Linked DNA regions of Zea mays: region 1 is linked to region 2. The links are chromatin contacts, called in public Hi-C maps. All regions are on one chromosome and are shown on one strand. Each heading gives the region's core, a stretch centred on a gene start, on an enhancer-like site or on the middle of the called end of the contact. The rest is flanking DNA. Distances are from core to core; before and after follow the strand shown. Region 1 has its middle 89 kb from the start of LOC100382157. Region 2 overlaps LOC103638195 (alpha-mannosidase).

Region 1 (6,934 bases), core at 1,392-3,891, 460 kb before region 2:
TGGATAAACCACTTAAAACCAAGATCGCAAGATTAAGTAAACACAAATCACACACCAACATTTTGCAGTGGAATTTCTTTATTACAAAAAGTTACAAGTTTCAACAAATTTACATTATATTTATCGGTGTGGTTACAAAGTGATTCAAAGCAATAAACTTTGAAATGTTATAAAATTATTATAAGTATGAAATATATGCTAGCTTAAGTGACCATCCTCAATAAGAAGTCTAGAAGAAGTACTTAGACTTATAAGAAGGCCGTGCCCACCGGCGCTTAACACCAATCACAATCAAGTGACTCGTAACCTGCACCAACAATGGGTAAAACCCTAAGTATGCAAGTACAAAGCAAGACTTACCCGACTAAAGAAAAGACTGTCAAGGATATGTTGGTTAAATAGGAATCAAGGAAAAGGCTTTAGCAAGAATCAACTTAGAGACTTTTGCAGAAATAGCTTACTAAAGTGAGTCCTTACTTTCAACATTTTAATGCTAGATTAAGTATTAATAGACCTTGTTTGCATCTAGTCTAATTTCACCATCACATTAATCAATCCAACATGATTTTTTCTCATTAAGATTCCATCCATGACTTAGATTGCAGGTCAATGACCAAGTCTTCATGTCCGAGAAGTAACGGCGATCCGAATCGATTAATACCTAGCTAGGGATCTCCAATCACACGACATATGTAGCACTTAACCCTTGCATATGTCAACTTGCAATCGGGGTTCTTAAGACCAGATCAGGTTCACGCCAACCGAGAGTACAGATACACCACCGTCCAGCCTCTTGCCACGGAGGGTACACGCTACTCTCGCCATCTCTCCACTCCCATTGTGTGCTATCTTATTCTGGTATTAGTCTGCCCGAGGCAAAGCTTACCCATGACGAGGCATGTGACCGGTTAAAAGATCCTCGATCATCAAGACTACATTAAGTATAATCCTTAATCAACCTCGGTAGAACATCACATGTTCCTAGCCCAAGTCCCGATTTAAGTACTTCCATCCTTAGGATTGTTTGTATTCCTTAGGATGAAAAGAGCATTATAGGGAACTTTGCAGTAAGATCCCACCATTGCTCCCAATGAAAATATTCTTGCAGGCAGAAGCCATCCTTCCTCAAGATAACCCCTGAGCTAGGCATTAACGCAAAGGACAACCTCTATCCATAAGATCTAAGCAGGGATAAGAATTTTTGTAAATCATATTTTGATACTTCATCAGAAGTATCTATAAAGGTATGGATATCAAGGTAGACAATGCATCAAAGGGTTTCCAAGCAACTCCTATAAACCTAATGCACATTTCGCTAGACTTAAAGTGTGTAAAAATTATTTAAAAACACAAGGAAGGGGTTGCATGCACCGAGGCTTGCCTGGAATAAACACTACGTTAGTGTTTGTTAGGTGGCGTCCACTTGGCAATCAGCTTTTGGTCTCACACTTGTTTAGATTATCCATCTTCAGATTTATCCGACTGACAACATCGTCTTGCGGAGATGTCCAATCTCTGCATTATCCTGGGGTCGACTTGGGTCGTCTTCCGCATCACGTGATTAATTATCGTGCCTAAATGAAATGCATAATGCACATGAATGCATATAGACAGGAATAGCACACGACTAATTATCATTATACCGAAGAGGATTAAAAAGCATCACAAACTTCGTACGTAAATCCTATATACCTATGACTCGCTAGCACAATAATCATGTTCGTTCGGTTTAACCGGGCTTGCTCAAATCTCAAGAAAATAATAACCCTAGACACGACCTATAAACGCCTAAGCTAGGTAATCATCCACAGACTTAATGAAACATAGGCTTAGCCCTTTCGGACACCTAAATTTAGGATACGAATAGAAGCAACTCAACCATTCATCATAAGCTAGGTGCTCATAACATTTTATGATTGTTGGTGCTTTAGATTTATTGTAATAGATTAAAGAAGTATTATTATGTTTAACATTAACACAACTTATACAGAGAAGTATCAGTTAACCTAGAACAAATATTTTAACATAGAGAACTCATGTTTGTGAACCCAACAAACTGATTTCATATCTTAGCACTTTTCAGGTCTTAGAAGAAATCTGAAAAAGAAAACGAACATCTACACAAATTAGCATCAACCCCCTCGCTGTTCCTTTTCTACTCACACCACTTCTTCTCCACACAAACATACAGGACGAACAATTTCTGGCTGCAAGGCCCTGGCTGCTTGCACCCAGCCGAATCTCAACAAGCATAAGACGAGCGCTTCCCCCCCCACAACTACCCTGCCCCATTCAGCACAACATGAGCCCAAAGACCATACCTGCCTGGCTGCCTCACCCTATCACAGACGCCAGCTTGGAGTAGATAAACGACCTGACGATGGGGATTCTTTTCTATGGACGACGACCAAAGAACAAAAATGTAAACAACGAGGTGAGTTGTTGAGGTAGAGCGTTGGGCTGAGACTGGTGGTGGCGGTATGCTTGAGCTTGAGGACATAAAGATTTTTCACTGGGAGAAGGAACAAGATAACAGGAGGAGGGAGAAAGAACGTTTTGTTGCGTCTGTGTTTATCGCAACGGAAAGACTCGCTGGTGCCAGCAGCTGCTTGGTCCCCAGACACGCGGCCTCCACACCAAGACCCACGCACGATCCAAGCCATAGTGAGGCAGTCGATGAAAGATCAACGGTGATTTAACAGAGAGCAAACAGACAAATGAAGATTTTTCTCTGCTCCCAGAACCGAATCACACATCCTCCACTAGAGAAAAAAACACCCAACAGCAGACGACTGAACCTAAGTTCCCAGCCGGCCTAACAGCCCAATTTCAAACGAATTTTTCTCTGACAATCGCTAAGCAACATGTAAATCGGCCTTAATCAAAGTTGTACACTGATCGATGCTCTTTCACTTTGGCATAAGAACCATGATGGAATTCTTCACGGATCCAACACGGAGAGCGCCAAAGTTCGCTAGAAATCAATGAAACTCGACTTCAGTTTTCTGAATCTGCCCATTGTATAGAACCGAGCCCCTCCCCTAAACTGAACATAGTTCAGTTTCAGATCCAAAACCCGACAGCACAAACTGAAGCACAAATTTCTCCTAGTTCCAAACGAATTCAGAGGTGTATTGTTTAATAAAATTTTCTCCCCAACAATAGCTCTCCTAGTTTGTTGTGCTGAAGATCGACCACAAGTTCATAGATTTGGAAGTTACAGGAGCCCGATGCTGAGAAGAGCAAACTATTTCTGAACATTCAATGGATCGAACAGAAACTGAAATTGCAGCATTCTCCTTTTCTTCCAACTCTGAATTTTCTCGAGTTATCTTAGATCTTTTCTAGGAACTGAAAGTTTTCTAAACATGAAATCTTCTCCCCAACCATGGAACTGCCAGGTCACCACAACAATCCAAAGCCGCATTTACACAGAATAAAAGTTACACATGCTCAAAGTGAACCCAATCCACTAAATGTCGTTTTCAGTTAACTGAAAACAAGAAGCTGACAGGAAGCACTTTGGAACAGATTTACTCCCTACTTTGTGCAGCACCAAGCTAAGCACCCCTAAGTAAAGTTTGTCACTAATACTTGGTCTCCAACTTTTCAATATAATCCATAGTCTACAACCTGATGGAAAGGTCACAAAAGTGCTCCAACAGAGCACCAAACACTGCAATTTCAGTTTTCATTGGACTGAATAAAATTCAGTTTCTGCAAACTGACAGTCCAATATTGGACAACGCTTACTTCACTTTTTGTGTGGGATCAAGCCCAACTCACTTGAAGTAAATAGTTCACTAACATATGGTCTTCAAACTTTCTACAATAAATTCAGTCCGAAAGCGTATAGATCAAGCACCACAAAGCCCCAAAGTTTAACCAAACACATTGATTTCCGACTTAGGCACTGAATAATAGTCAATACTCCTTTTATTTGACAGCACAACTTTGTGCAGTGTTTTCTCTCATTCCTAAGCGTTTTAAAGGGCAAGTCCCTCACTATAGATTACTCCCCCAACATTGGTCTCTAGGTTTGCTACAGAAACTACAGCCTAAAAGATCATGGATTGATCACCAAGGAGCTCCAAACTTGACACTTTTCACTGAAATTCAGGTCTCAATCAGCCATAGACTAAGTCTGAAATCGAAACCTGCACATTGCATCTTTGGGCCGTTGTTTCTCCCAGTTCCATATAGCTTTAGGGGCCGGTTGCCTAAGCAAATTTGTATCCCTAGTATAGCTCTACAACCTTGTTATAATGTCCACCTTCAAACTGTTTATAGATCAAAAGTTATGAGAACCCAAAAACAGCTAGTTGATATTATTTTCAGCAAACTTCAAATCTGATTCAAAACTGAATTAAGCATTTTACTCGGTTCGGTTCTAATTACCTCGATCTGCTTAATTTTTAAATAACGACAAAACCTGCGAACCCTTGAAACAATACATTCCGAAATTCGCGAAAATTTTGAAAAGAGTCTGGATAGATAAAGATGTGAATAATATAAATTCTGGATAGAAAATTAAGACAAAGAGATTGTTATTATCACCAATAACTCGTGCTTAATTTCATAGTCGCTGTCGAACGAGAGATAAACACCAGGGGTGTTAAACCCTCCCCTTAAAAGAATCTCGTCCCGAGATTCGGAGCGAAAGGCCTTTTAAGAGTAGAGAGACATGTAACTCCTATCTATATCAGCGATAGCATAAGGCAGTTCCAAGCAAAGGCGAGTGTCTCAGGAGGTTGTTTCTCTAGTGAACATAACATATATCGCCGTAAGCTAATTTAGAGATGTCTATCAGTAGAGACGATGTCTGCCAGAAGAACACATAAGGTTCCATGGGTGCAGTTTGCTTTTTTTCTGATGACACTGTACTATCTGAGTCTGTTGGGCGAGCGGTAGATATGCGACTTTACCCAAACATAATTAGTTGCAACCTCTTGGGTAAAACACATCGAAAGAAATTCGTTGATAAATCATCATTGGAAGTCCATAGCACACGAGATGGGTGTGGATGTCAAACAACATCATGGTTGACCCGTGGCTAGCCAGAAAATCCAAGTCCAATGATGATAATGGAGACTCGAGGAAACATCAGTGAAGGTTATCAACAAATGTTCGCTTCACAATGAACCCACCTCATCATGCACTAGTGCGACTCCGCCTAATCACGCATGTTGAATACTCACATGGGAGGCGGTCGAGGCGCGACTAGAGTGATGATTAGATGGCTACCAGTCGACTTGACTTGATTCTTGCAGGTACTTCCTTAGGATGGTTTGAACCAAAGTGAGTTTAGACAACTCGATAAAACGATATCTAAACTCAACCTTTGTTAACAAAGCAATTACAAGTTAGTAAAAACCAACTTGTTGAACTACTTTTGACATTGAGCAGGTCCTCTCAGTACCATCGGTATGCCAAAGGTTGAGAGTTCATATTTGCTAGGAAAAAGTCATTCATTTGGGTAGAAATCCATTTGGTCATGTTGTTCATTCATTTCTTCATGCGAGATGAACTGACTTGGTGAGGGAATACCTGGATTAAATAAGGGAGCGAATGAACAAACTCCTGCATCTCAGTAGCAGGGAAAATCAATCTCCATTTTGAGAGCTAATCAGTTGTCTCTCAACACTAAAAAGCTTCAAGGCTTCACCTTTACACAAAGGATGCAAAGGGAACTTGTATAAGTAGTCACTACCAAGATCAAAAGAAAAGAGACCACACATAAAAGTGGTATGCCCTTTTGATCCAACAGAGATAATAGATGTTGCTTGATCCCTTGACAAACAACATAGAAATTGTTTCAAGGGAAAGATCTGCGGGAGATAATATATCAATGTAGTTCCATAATGGATCATGACTAGAGACCTTGATACCAGCATGCACCAAGCAGCATAACCTTGCGTGTACATTCACAAGGGGCTCTCAGTTTCGCAGCGGCGCCATAAGTCATTAATCGTGACACCATTACCGAACAACACCAATAATGAATCCCACATGGTAAAACTAGATTGGGCCAAGATAACACATTGATATAGTCTCATAATGGATTACAACTACTAACCATGATACCAGCGCATGCCGAGTAGCGCAACCATGTGTGTACATTCACAGGAGGCCCTCGATTTCGTCGCGGCACCATCGGTTTTAGTCATAACACCATTACTAGATGTAACCAATAAGAAATCTCACGCCACACCAATGGATTGAACAAGGGTAACAATATACAAAGAGACTCTACTTGTCAAAACGGTTACAAGTAGAGAGCCAAATAGATCATGGCCCGATGGAATAAACAAGGCATGGCCATATCCTAAACTTGATGAAAGAAGTATGATGGGAGACTATTATTTCAGCCCCAAGCATATTTCTATGCCCATTGCAGAAATCACAAGGTCAAGGATTAGTATCTATTAGATACGAAGGGAAAAAAATCATAAGATCAAGTTGGTATGCCTTCGATAGATATGAAGAAACCAAAGGCATAAAATTCAAGAAAACGATTGGGCATTCCTTTCCTAGGTTAGATTGAGAAAGCAATAATGTGGTCCTCAAGGAGAGGCAAAATGGAATAGGAATAGCAGCTTGCACCAACCAAAACAGGGCAAAGCTTAGGAGGAAAACATGACGACTGAAGAGTCATGTATTAAACGAAAAGAACACGTACTCGAGATCCTTTTCTTAAGCTCGTGTACATCTATTTTCTACGAGAAGATCACCTAAACACCTATTTAGATAAGCTTGGTCCTAAAGTAACGATTGAAATTCAGACACATCTACGTTTGGAAACTGGGGAAAAATTTCAGGGAATTAACATCGATTTGGGTCATGGCTCCTAGGTGAGGACATGACCTAATTTTGAGTTTAGGCAAACAAACTACCAACCTTCTATCAGCTCATCAAGTGCAAGAGCAAACTCGTA
Region 2 (6,637 bases), core at 3,523-6,022:
TAAACAATGCTTCAAATTTTCCAAAAAGGAACATTAATACATTTATTCTTTGATTATATGTTTCAGGTGGATTTACCAGTTCAACAAAGCTTTCTTTGGTACAGATCAAGTGAGGGTGATGCCTCAGACTCACAGGTTTTACTAAGGGACTGGCTTTTCTCGGTTAAAAGAAAAAATGAGCACATGTTTGATAGTTTTAATGTTTGTGTTTCATGCTAGGCATCTGGAGCATATATATTTCGACCAGATGGTAATACACCGACTACGGTTTCATCCTCGGTAATACCATACAACCTATCAGAGTGTCTTTATAATTCACTCAATTGATCTATTTCCCTATGGCACATTTTTTTTTAAATTGTATAAGACTGAAATTTTCTGTTAATGGTAACATAATTTGTTGGTTCTTTTTGTATTTTGCTATAGTGGTTTCATAATAATTGTATTGAAAAAAACAATGCTGAAGCAAGAGTTTTAAAAGTTGTAATATATATTTTTTGTTCCAGTTTACCGCCAACAAAATAAGAGATGTAGTATATTGGAACAGTACAGTGTAATTCTCAAACAACCTTTTGATCTGTTTCATGAACAGAATAGTAGATGACAGGGCGGCTATTTTTGTTTGGTACTTTTATGTTTTAATGTCTGGCGGATGTAGTTTTATTTTCTACCTCATATCTTTACAATACTAGAAGTCAATTGGAAATAACTAGTAACTTCAATGAAAACTCTGGTGATTACGTTTTATTACTCAAATTTTGAATGTTTTATTTGATACCCTAGTATTTATAGGTGTCTTTTTTTGAAACAACAGAGGATACAAGTAATCTAAGCACATATATTAACCAGAGTGAACAATTTTCTCTTTGCCGGCCTCGGATATCTCTTGTTAATCAAGAGAGAATAAAGTTTCGATATCCTCCTTTTAATTACAAAATAAATTGTAGAGGTCGTAATGTGAACTAGATCCAATGGTGGAGAAATAGGAAGTGCTAAAAGAAAAATGTTCATGAAGTATTGGATAGTAGGGACAGTACCAAAATACGTATAGGACTAATATCGATATTTTTTATTTTTAAAATGAAAACAAAGGATAAATTGGTAATTCCGGTTATGAAATCTGCTGGGTCCCACTTCGCTGCCGTCACGCGCTCACTACACTGGTTGCCTGAAGTTGCGCTTGCTGCTGCGCGGAGGTAGGTGATGCGATCGTAGGGGAATCAAGAACGAGAGGATGAAATAAGGGCCGGGCCAATTACTTCAAAGCCCTTATTTACAAAAAAATAGAGTTTACTAAAACTTTTTTTAGATCAGTGGTTACAATTTTTTTTTTGAAACACAAATAGTAGAAGTTGCCTTTCTTTAAAGAAAGAAAGGAGTTATAGAACAAGAATCACAGATCATAGATCACACAAGCACATATCCTGCTTGAAAAGACTCACCAGAAAACTAATAGCATGTTTGGTTAGAGAAATGAGATAGTTCATCATTCTCTCATTTCTCACTTTCTTATTTGGTTTTGTGGATTATAATGATATGACGAATAATAATATGATGAATGAGTTCATTCCACTAAATTTATGAAATTAACTCATGATGCATTATCTCATGTTATCTAGAATGGATTGATTATTGAAACCAAACACCCCATAAAAGAACATGAGTGGCTACAATATAAATCATATACAGAGCTACCGGGCTTCCCTTGGCCGTCTTTGGTAAAAAGACCTAAATTATAAATTATCGTGGGCTAGTCAGATTACAACTTCAAAATTCACGTTTCCATGTCGTGGACTGATTCGTTTTAATTCCTCTTAGGTGCCACTGAAAGTTATCCGTGGACCACTGGTTGACGAAGTGCATCAGCAATTCAGCTCATGGATTTATCAGGTCAGATGCAATGTTAGAGCGAAATTGTAATTTAATGTATACCAACATTTATTTGAGAAGCGCGCGAGCATGTAATTAGTGTTTCTTTGTATAGATAACACGACTCTACAAAAACAAGGAGCATGCTGAAGTTGAATACACGGTTAGTACCTACTTTCAGTGGAAATAAAGAAATGGGGTTAATTTTCGCTATTTTGGGACAGTATAATATCCCAGGTGATGGACGCATATTCTATTCAAAATCAACTAACTCTCATTTGTCACAAAGATTGGGCCGATCCCTGTCGATGATGATGTAGGGAAGGAGGTCATCACACGGCTGACAGCAAATATGGTCACAAACAGTACGTTTTATACAGACTCCAATGGAAGGGATTTCCTCAAAAGGGTAATAATCTTTATAATTAATTTATACTTTTGGATATTTGCTGCTCTTACTTGTTTATAAAACACACACCATTGTACAGTTCGTTTCGTTCCAAATTATAAGTTATTTTAACCTTTTTAGAGTCATAGATTTTGTTATGTAATTTGGAACGGAGGGCATCTTTGTCGTCTGTATTTGGACATGTTTTTTAGATTCATAGATTCACACACACTTCCATTTGCAGGTGAGAAACTACAGGGAGGACTGGAATCTTCAAGTAACTCAACCAGTTGCAGGAAATTACTATCCGGTAAGGAAAGCAGCCTCATAAGCAGGAAATTACTATCCTTGTTAAATATTTTCTGCCATGAGCAGAACTATTGGCGAACAGTGCACTGCTTAAGCCTTGTTCGGTTATTTCCAATATATATGAATTGGATGAGATTGAAAAAAATGAAGAAGAAGTTTAACTTGTTTGGGATTCAAACCCATCCAATCTCACTCAATCCACATGTATTGAGAGCTAACCGAACAAACCCTTATATGGGTGTCTGGTGCTGTATAGTTGATAATAACTGAGCCACGCATAAATAAGGAAAGGACGATTTACGTTGGGCCTATAATGACTTTTTAAGCCCAGTCCAGTAATCCCACCAGGCAGTAGATTTGGACCACCTTAGGCTAGGCTTGGGCTTTGGACGGCCCACTCGTGACTTTAACATTGACAAATAATTCAAATTTATGTTTAGGACTGCGCCAAAAATTTTGGGGCTTATGATCATTCCTGTACAAAAAAAAGTTTTAGAGGCGAGCAGACCAAATTTTCTCAAGTAGACATAGAATTCGGTTTCTACTATCTTTTTGCGCAGTTAAATATGTCCTTTTTTGTGTAAAGAAAGACAGTAGTTCGAAAATCTAGGAGTGTTCTGACAGGTTGACTCTCCAGGTGAACCTAGGAGTGTATGTAGCAGATGAAAAATATGAGCTATCTGTGCTTGTGGACCGTGCTGTCGGAGCATCAAGCATTCAGGATGGTCAGCTAGAGATTATGCTACACAGGTATCAGCTAAAGTGGCGTGTGCTCAGTATTACTAATCCCCTTCCAGACTGAAACTCTCTCTAGTCTAACCACAGATGTTGTCAACTAATTTCAGGCGTTTACTTAAGGATGATGGCAGGGGTGTCGGAGAGCCACTTGACGAGGTGGTTTGCGTGGATCAAGATTGCCAAGGGCTTACGGTACACACATTCAGTTCTGTCTCTATTATATCCTGCTATCCAGTCACTGATAGCTACCGTAATCCTTCCAAAAACACCACAGGCCAGGGGCAATTACTACGTCAATGTCGAGAAGCTAGGGCATGGAGCTCACTGGCGACGTACATATGGCCAGCAAGTCTACTCACCCTTTCTCCTTGCTTTCACTCATGAGGTACATCCGCTTGCCCTCTGAACCTTTCTGCTCTGTGTTTTCATGCCGTCCAAGTTAACAATTTGTTCTTGTTAATTACAGGATGAGACCAGCTCGAAATCCTACAGCGTGGCCAAAGCTGGTATGATGAATGCCAACTACAGCCTTCCTGATAATGTCGCCATTGTTACTTTGCAGGTATCACTGTACCTGTTCTCCTCCTTCCCATTACTTTGCATCCGATTACTTGTATATTTTCCGTTACAAATTTACCTGTTCGTCTCAACATTTCAGAATCTAGATGATGGTACCACACTACTCCGCTTGGCCCATCTCTTTCAAGTATGTTTGTAGTTTATTTAAAATTTTGTTATTTTTCCTCTCCTTGATAATGAATCATCGATACTAGTCAATATTTGCCGGGTCTGTAGGCTGCTGAGGACCCGAGATATTCCAAGGTGGCAAAGGTTGATCTGAAAAAGGTGTTCGGAAAGAGAACTGTAAGTAGAGAACTTGCTGCAGCTCATATATTTGAAAGAAAACAAAAAATGAAGGTGTCCCCAAATAACTCTGAGGTCCTATTTGTTTTCTTTTATTTTGAGGAATTGAAATTTTATTAATAGAATATGCTATTCTTTTAGAATATAACATTTCACCACTTTTAAAAGTTATCATATAAGCCTATCTCAAATTCCTGTGATAAGAGATGAAAATTAATTTTATAGATTTACATGTTATTTTTCCGATGTACAACTTATAGCATAATCGTCTACTTGATTCGCTATAACATAAATGTATTATATAACTATCTCTTTCATATGATTTACGATAATATACAAATATATTACGTATATAAATATATGAACTTAATTAGTTTTGTCTAAATTATAATTATCAAAATGGAATTGAATTCCAACCAAACAAACGGGGCTGATAGATTTTTATAACTTGGACGTTCTATTCCAATTAAATGTTAGTGACGTTCAAATCAAATGTATGTGCAGATCAAGGAATTGACGGAGACTAGCCTCTCCGCGAACCAAAAGAAGTCAGACATGAAGAAGCTCAGCTGGAGGGTCATTGGGAACACTGAAACTGGTCCTGCCGCAGTAAAAGGTGGCCCAGTTGACAGTAGGGCTCTAGTCGTTGAACTAGGACCCATGGAGATACGCACCTTCTTGCTGAAATTTTAGTGGCAGTTGTTCTTTTGTTTGTAAACAAACAATAGTCCATAGAGTAATTTCTACCTTTTCATTAACGTGCCCAAATCTTAGTTCAAATAGGATCAAATACTTGGGCAATGGAGGTGCACACCCACACCAAGTTTGTTCATGTAATAATAGCTACATGTCGGGAAAAAAAAAAGGAACGGTTGTGGTGCTTTTCATTGTGTAAAGCGGGTATTTCTTCCTAGCGGATACCGTTATCTGTTGGGCTGATTGGGCTGATCTCGGGTCTGGTTTGAGCCCATTAGCACGCGTCCTGATCCATCTATCAATGGTTTGTTTGGTTTTTTTTAGTTATAATGTTTAGATATTATTTAAAAATACTAAATATAGTTTAATTATAAAATCAACTACATATATAAGGACTAAATAATAAGATAAATCTATTAAACCTAATTAATCAATATTCGACCATGTAATGCTATAATAAACATTTACTAATCATAAATGAAATAGGCTTAAAAAATTTTCTTTTATCATTTAGTCTTTAGTTTTGTAATTAGATTATATTTAGTAATTGTAATTGGCACTTGAATATTCGATGTGCACTTTAGAACAAATCCCTAAAGCGTGAAGGTGAGGGAATATCGATACCATCATCCCTCGTACTACTCAGACCAAAAGTATAAAATGTTGTGTTTTAAATCTAGTGGATAGGGCTCTCGTGGAGATCAATTTGGATCTAACAATAGCATCAAGAGTCATGTTCCCTACAACTTTAAAGGTGAAAGGAAAATGTGCCTAACAGTCCATTGGGCACCAAAACAGGCAGCGGACGGTCCGACCCCCAGGCCGGATGGTTCGTGCGCGCGCAGAATCAGTTAGGGTTCCGAGTTTTTTGTGAGTTTTGCTAGCTAAAACCGCAGAATTAGCTTGGGATATATATAATGTTGTGTTTTAAATCGATACCATCATCCCTCGTACTACTCAGACCAAAAGTATAAAATGTTGTGTTTTAAATCTAGTGGATAGGGCTCTCGTGGAGATCAATTTGGATCTAACAATAGCATCAAGAGTCATGTTCCCTACAACTTTAAAGGTGAAAGGAAAATGTGCCTAACAGTCCATTGGGCACCAAAACAGGCAGCGGACGGTCCGACCCCCAGGCCGGATGGTTCGTGCGCGCGCAGAATCAGTTAGGGTTTCGAGTTTTTTGTGAGTTTTGCTAGCTAAAACCGCAGAATTAGCTTGGGATATATATATATATATATATATATATATATATATATATATATATATATATATATATATATATATATATATATATATATATATATATATATATATATATATATATATATATATATATATATATGGAGGACTACGACAATTGGAGGGAAACAATCGAATCAATAATCAACAATATATATTTCGTTTTTATCTTATGCATTAGGAGTAGTTTTGGTTTAGCCTTTCTCTACCTCAAATCTTCACATCTCTTCGGCTCTACGTCGACTAGAGGCGTATTGGGTGGCCTGCCGATCCCAAGACAAAGCCTAGGACCTCTCCTCCCCGATGCGGTGTGGTGGAACTACCCGAATTATTCCAACTTAAGTGCTTAAGTCCCACCTTAGAGGCTAGACCATACTTAAATGGGAATAAGACGTCAGTCCCTCGGATCTAGTCCGACAAGGCCACTAACAGGATCAAGTACCACGTACTCACTCGAAGGTGAGGCATAGATCAAATACAATAAAGCATAAAACCATACACTAAGGAAGTGCTTAAGGTTATTACAACATC

Evidence for each region. Hi-C and Micro-C count contacts between places; a contact is called where the count stands out from the background.
Region 1: a contact with region 2 is called in a Hi-C map of leaf, with 3 times the contacts expected there. The contact joins two enhancer-like sites. A contact is called at or near these places in 6 of 25 Hi-C or Micro-C datasets (bundle sheath, ear, leaf and 1 more).

The regions. Positions count from the first base shown.
Region 1 is chr1:119,941,493-119,948,426 of Zm-B73-REFERENCE-NAM-5.0, reverse strand. No RefSeq gene overlaps it. Among protein-coding and RNA genes, the nearest start is that of LOC100382157, 89 kb to the right of the region's middle. Within about 2 kb of position 2,641, at least 5 of the 20 cell types and tissues checked have an H3K27ac peak or open chromatin away from gene starts, as enhancers often do. A contact at or near this core is called in leaf, where this site is marked.
Region 2 is chr1:119,487,631-119,494,267 of Zm-B73-REFERENCE-NAM-5.0, reverse strand. It overlaps LOC103638195 (alpha-mannosidase), which reads left to right. Exons shown (of 29, transcript XM_008661190.4): 17 at 67-135; 18 at 220-279; 19 at 1,819-1,890; 20 at 1,985-2,032; 21 at 2,159-2,278; 22 at 2,502-2,567; 23 at 3,204-3,316; 24 at 3,412-3,496; 25 at 3,579-3,689; 26 at 3,771-3,866; 27 at 3,963-4,010; 28 at 4,100-4,168; 29 at 4,673-5,081. The coding sequence ends at 4,861. Among protein-coding and RNA genes, the nearest start is that of LOC103638195, 11 kb to the left of the region's middle. Within about 2 kb of position 4,772, at least 6 of the 20 cell types and tissues checked have an H3K27ac peak or open chromatin away from gene starts, as enhancers often do. A contact at or near this core is called in leaf, where this site is marked.